Regions from separate parts of the Mus musculus genome. Here region 1 is linked to region 2. Evidence: chromatin contacts called from public Hi-C data. All regions are on one chromosome and are shown on one strand. The core of a region is the stretch at or near the end of the contact, and the rest is flanking DNA. Distances in the headings are between cores, read along the strand shown. Region 1 overlaps Amotl1 (angiomotin-like 1). Region 2 has its middle 21 kb from the start of Cwc15.

Region 1 (2,700 bases), core at 101-2,600, 75 kb after region 2:
GATGATGCAACTCTGAAGCCTCCATGTTGGAAGACAGGAAGATTCCCTCTCATAGAGGGAGTCACACAGTGGAGCAAAATAGTCCTTTCTACTGTGGGAAGGGTGAACATGCATGTTTGTGTGGGTATCATATATGTGTGGAGGCCACAACCTCAGATGTTGTTCCTCAGGAGTCGTCCACCTTAGTTCTCCTAATAGAATACTCTTTATTTGTTCTTTGACAATGCCATACATGTAAATGATGTATTTTGAGCCTACCTATTTACTGCCCACTCCTAGTTTCTCAGGCACTGTCCATTCATACCCTTTTACCACCACCCTCTTCCTCCCTCCTTCCTTTTTTCATCTTTCCTTTCATTTTTGAGCCCGTTTTATAACCCACTGGATCCAGTGCCGCCAGCCCAGCTGGGACCCTGGCAGATCTTGTCACCTTGGTCTTCTGCATGTCCTCGGCTGCTATGAGTTCAAGTGTGCAGCAGCCATGTGAGAAAATCAGCATCTCACAAGACTCCTGCTCCTCTCCAGCTCTCACATTCTTTCTGCTCTCTCTTCCACAAGGTTCTCTGACCCCTGAGGTTGGGGAAGAAGGTCACCTTGTGCTTTTGAGGCACAGTCTCTTACTGGGACCTGGGGATCAATGACTAGACCAGCAAGTCCCAGAGACCTGCCTCTCTCCACCTCACCAGTGCTGGGGTGACAACCATGTGTTCAGCTTCTTTACATTCTGGGATCCAACTCAAGGATACATTCCAAGACCCAATGTGGAATCCTGAAGCCAAGGACAGTGAGTGCCAAGTCTGTATGTACAAGGACAGTGCCAAGGCAGCGTGTGTGTATGTGTGTGTGTGTGTGTGTGTGTGTGTGTGTGTGTTTCTCCACCCCCACCCCGTGTGTGTAGCATACACCTTTATAAAGTTAACATAAATTACACATATGATTGTCAGTAGCAGCCAATAGTAACATAGACCTGATCTGACAGCATATAGCTGTGACTGTATTTAAGACTTATGAACCGTTTACTTCTAGTGCTTTTCAATTAATACTTCCAAATTGCCATTGACCTTCGGTAATGAAAGTGGTAGAAACTAAAGTCACAGGCACGGGGATTACTTAATGCAGAAGAGACGAAAACGAGAAGGTCTGACCCTCTGTGCTCCCAACGTGCAAGGACTTACCGCTTTTCCCCCTTAGGCCTCCACTTGCCTCCACTGTCAAAGTAGATGCTTCATGCCTCCCAGAATAGAGCTGCAAGTCTGGGTAGAAGTAGGCGGGGTCTTCTAGAATCTGCACAGGACTGCTGGGGCTGTAGCAGATGGGAGGAGGAGCTGGCAGAAAGAGAATGATGTGTGTGTTAGTGCCAATCACGTGCCCCCTTCCTGTGTGACTCATGCCCCCCACATGGCAACTTGTAGTGTGACTCTGCCTATTTCATTCATAAAATTCCAAAGCTACTTCCCAGAACTGTCACAAATCCAGCCACCCACCATGCTGACCCACAAGCTTCCAACAGCCACTGAGGGGAGGCGCAAAACTGTCACCCAGGGACAGCACCCACAGTCTTCTTCTGTGGAGCTCTGAGAGGCGTGAGGTTTGCAATGGTCAAGGTAGAGGGCAGAAACACAGGAATGGAGCAGGCCAGAAAAAGAAAAGTGAGAAGAACAGCTGTCTCTCCAAAAATATAGGATAGAAGAAGGGGTGGCCACTTTGCCGGGCCATGTGTCAGCAAGAGAATGTCCCAGGCTGAGACACAGTGTGCTCTGGCTCCCTGAGAGGCTTCTGAGTCTCACGTTGCAGTAGAACCAGTGACCTGGGCCTGGGCCTTAGCCAAGTTCATGGCCACTCAAGCTCCCTTCTCTGCTACACACACGTGCACGCGAGAGTGCGCACACACACACACACACACACACACACACACACACACACACACACTAGTGCACTTCTTTTTCAAGTTACACTTGAGGCTACTCTTAGACCCACAGCCACCAACCATGAGACCCCACTTCAGGGACACTGACAGCACATTTGTCAATTGTGGGAACTCCGGCCGATCCAGCCACGTTCCCTTCCTGTTCTGTCTGATATACCTCTGTGTGGATGCCAAGATTAAAGCTCTGCTTTTTGTTGTTGTTGTTCTCAATTTACTCTGGAGAGTCTTGTTATTATTTATTAAGACCCTTGCCTTAAAGATAATTCCATTTGAAAATAAAAGAACAATTTTCAGAAATGGCTTCAAACCAGGCATCTGAAATTTCTTCCTAAGTTTTGCACAAGACCAGAGCTACTAGCATCTCATGACACCAAGGGCCAAAGATAGGACTATCGCCCCTCTCCCTGAGTCATTGTGCCTCAGGTGAGATACCATTTGTATGTGCTCACCATATCGTAGGCACGTCTGACCCATAAAGATAAAATTATGATTTCCACTGCTGAAATGCTTACCTTGTAAGTTTCAAATAAAATAATTCTAATTGGGACTCTCACTTTAGAGATGATTACACACCAAACATGAAAGACATATTGTACCAAGATCAGCCTAAAACTACACTCCTAAGGCAGCATGCACTAGCTGCCCTGAGGAGAAGGGGGGTCCCTTTCTGGGCCTCGTCTTTTACAAGCATAACTCTGAAAGCCTGCAGCTAAAATTGGGTATTCCAGACAGCTTTAATCTAAAGTCAATCCTGACACAGTTTCCAAATTGAG
Region 2 (2,946 bases), core at 131-2,630:
GTTCAAGACTGAGAGTGAGAAAGAAAGATTAATGTCACAGATGAACTTCATGCAGACAGTGTTAGTCCTTCCCTAGCCTTCTGTTTCCACCTCAGCACTTCCTGGATTGGTTGGGGCAGCCACAACTTGGGGGGTCATTTTGGTTTACCCTACATTTTAAATATCAGTATCACCCAGAAAGAAAGATAGATATTCTCAATATAATGTTTACCCATATGCCTTGCTTGGTGTTCTTTGTACCAGTTGACATGTAGGTGACCATCAAAGTGCCAGAGGCACTTTTGCTAACATGAAGCAGTTACATCTGCATGGAGCTGGGTAGTGAGAAGAGTCCAGCCATGAGAAACTCTGGGAACAGGGCCCCCAAAAGGAAAATCAGAAATGGAATGCTCTGCTGGTTTAAGAAGCTTTAAAAAAAATCCCTACCCCTACCTCCACCTGAAGAGGGAATTGATTCTTTAGACAAGGTTTGCCATCTGGCTTTTCAAGGTTCGAGCTTAAGCAAGTTGCCCTGGGTTTCAATTTCAACATTTTTAAATGTAGCTTGTTATACCTAGCCCATATGATGCCTGTGGCCACACACAGCATGTTGTGTTGCATGTTGGAAGATAATGCCAAGTTTTCCTATTCTATTCTATCCTTTTGAAAACTAGTACATAGTGAACAGCCTTGAAGATAGGACTAGAGTCTTCCCTGATAGCTAAAGGCAAGGATATTTAGCATCCATTATAAAAGGCCGGATTTTCTGCCACTCATGGTTCCTCTCCTGGCCCACAACTCTGGTAAGAGAGAGGCCTGGGAATCAGAGCTCGGGTCGCTACATGGGAATATGATACCCTGGACACTGCTGTTGCGGAGCAAAATAAACGGTCCTGCATTTCTGTCTTCTACAAAGAGCTATGCAACTGTAGCAAGCTAACTTGTTAGTTTGGAAGAGGTGTAGAAAGGCAGAAGGTTTTCACCAACAGCAGGAAGTACTCAGCAAACATTATTTCCCCTCTATGACAGCTCTCATTTCCCCAAACATCACCCTGGCTAGCAGCAGCACAGGTCTAGGAAGTCCCCACTCTGGCTGACAGCCATCAACTAAGGCCCTCCTGGCCTGGGGTTAGAGTGTTTACAGAAAGTAACAACTTGTTTTAAGGATCATTCTAAATATGAGTGACTGTGACCCAGAAAGGTAAGGTCAAGTTACCCGGAATGTGATATGCTCCACTGTGAAATTCCATGAACTCTCTCCTAGCCACACAACACAAGCATGCAATTCATCAATGAGTTTAATAATTCTGAGGGACATCAGGGCTACCACAGAGAGATCTCCGTGCAGGATTTGTATCTGCCTTATCACATTCTTAGCCTCAGGCCTGGTGGAGACCAAGTCCAGGCCTGGCATACATTCCAAAAGTTTTATGTGGCAGTCATGAGGATGTGAGGTCAGACAGTATAATGGAGACTAAAGAAAGCTCTTAACCTGCCACACTCCATCTTTCCACAATTATAATCTTCCATCAGCCATCAATATAGGTATGGTGGCTTCTCAGAGGAAGAGGAAATTCTATGATGGTCCTTATGGCCCAGAGCCCTCCACCTCTGCATTGGGTTCAGGACAGACTCCCCAAGAATACATCCTTACTCAGTCCATTCCTTTCTCGACATGGTTCTCCAGCTTCTCTTCCTCTGACTTCACCAAGAAATCTCCCTCACTAAATGACTCAGGCCCCAAACCCTTTAGTGGGCTGTACATTCTTTCTGCAAAGTGTTTCAGGGTTGTCTGTAAGGGTGCCAGTCTACAGCCTGTCTGAGATGTGCACAAAGGTCACTACATGCTTCTATGGCACTCTGCCCTCCATCAGCAGACAGAGGCAGCTGCTGTCCCAGCACCCTTAAGGGATAAACCTTGTGATGTTTACACTTGATTATCAACATGACTGGATTGAGGAGATTAGGAAAGCACACCGGGTGTGTCTGCAAGGATGTTTGCAGAGAGGATTAATTAGGGGAAAGGAGTCACTCTGAATTCCAGCAACACCAGCCCAGAAGCTTAGGTGCCTGGCTGGAATAGAAAGACAGCACTGGGACGCAGCTCTTGCTTGATGTTTCCTGTTTCCTGTCAGCCATGAACTGAGTGGTCTCGGTCACCAATCCCCACCTCACCACAGGCTCAAAACCCATGGAGGCAAGGACTGACAAGGGAAACCTTTGAAACTAAGGCACAAAGTAAATAGTTCTTCCCTGTAGGCTATTACGTGAGGACTTCCCAACCTTCAGCTCTACATCCAGAGACGTGGGCATATGGAGACACCCAGGAGGTTCAGGCTGACTGGAAACCTCACAGCAAGCAAATTTTGCTCCAGCACCCACTCGGTTTGACCAAGGCTTTGATGGGGTCACCATCTCCTTCTTCCTGTACAGAATCCTTCAGCACAGCTCATTTCCCAAACTCTACCTCAGCACCCAAGATCCTAGTTCTGTGGCATGTGTTCTGTGTGTGTCTCTTCTTGCATTCAACCCACCTCCACCAACAGCACAGTCCAGCCCCCTGACCGAGCCTGTTGGTGGATGAGGCTCCTTTTGGTCTGTTCAGGATTCAGTAAACTCTTAACATTTGGTACATAACTTGGGTTGAATTCACTAGAAGATCTTCAGAGAACATGGGGTTGGAAGTCATTGTATTCACAGTGAGTGAACACCCCACCACCGGAGAAGTCAAGGTCCATGAAAGGAAAGCAGCAACTCTAGAAATCATAACAAGCCTTAGAGAGAAGGCATTATAGGAGTGGGTAAGCCATGTAGGGAGGGGAGGCAGTGACAGTGTGGGGAAGGCCACATAGGCACGGGCAGGTGGGGTCGGCATGGAGCAGAAGGTAGAGGTGTAGGGTAGGCAAAGAAGAGATGAGGCAGGCAGTGTCAACACTGGGCAGGTGGTGTAGACAAGAGGAAGGTCAT

The links. Hi-C and Micro-C count contacts between places; a contact is called where the count stands out from the background.
Region 1: a Hi-C map of muscle stem cells shows a contact between it and region 2, with 2.2 times the contacts expected there. The contact joins two enhancer-like sites. A contact is called at or near these places in 2 of 15 datasets of contacts at CTCF or cohesin (the NIH/3T3 cell line and embryonic stem cells), 35 of 484 Hi-C or Micro-C datasets (the AML12 cell line, the C2C12 cell line, the G1E-ER4 cell line and 10 more), 3 of 115 datasets of contacts at active chromatin or transcription factors (embryonic fibroblasts, embryonic stem cells and pancreatic cancer cells) and 1 of 9 other capture datasets (embryonic stem cells).

Annotation. Positions count from the first base shown.
Region 1 is chr9:14,595,276-14,597,975 of GRCm38.p6, forward strand. Amotl1 (angiomotin-like 1) reads right to left here. Exons shown (of 13, transcript NM_001081395.1): 2 at 1,176-1,325. Among named protein-coding and RNA genes, the nearest start is that of Amotl1, 18 kb to the right of the region's middle. Within about 2 kb of position 1,351, at least 58 of the 459 cell types and tissues checked have an H3K27ac peak or open chromatin away from gene starts, as enhancers often do. A contact at or near this core is called in muscle stem cells and pancreatic cancer cells, where this site is marked.
Region 2 is chr9:14,520,106-14,523,051 of GRCm38.p6, forward strand. No RefSeq gene overlaps it. Among named protein-coding and RNA genes, the nearest start is that of Cwc15, 21 kb to the left of the region's middle. Within about 2 kb of position 1,381, at least 50 of the 459 cell types and tissues checked have an H3K27ac peak or open chromatin away from gene starts, as enhancers often do. A contact at or near this core is called in muscle stem cells and pancreatic cancer cells, where this site is marked.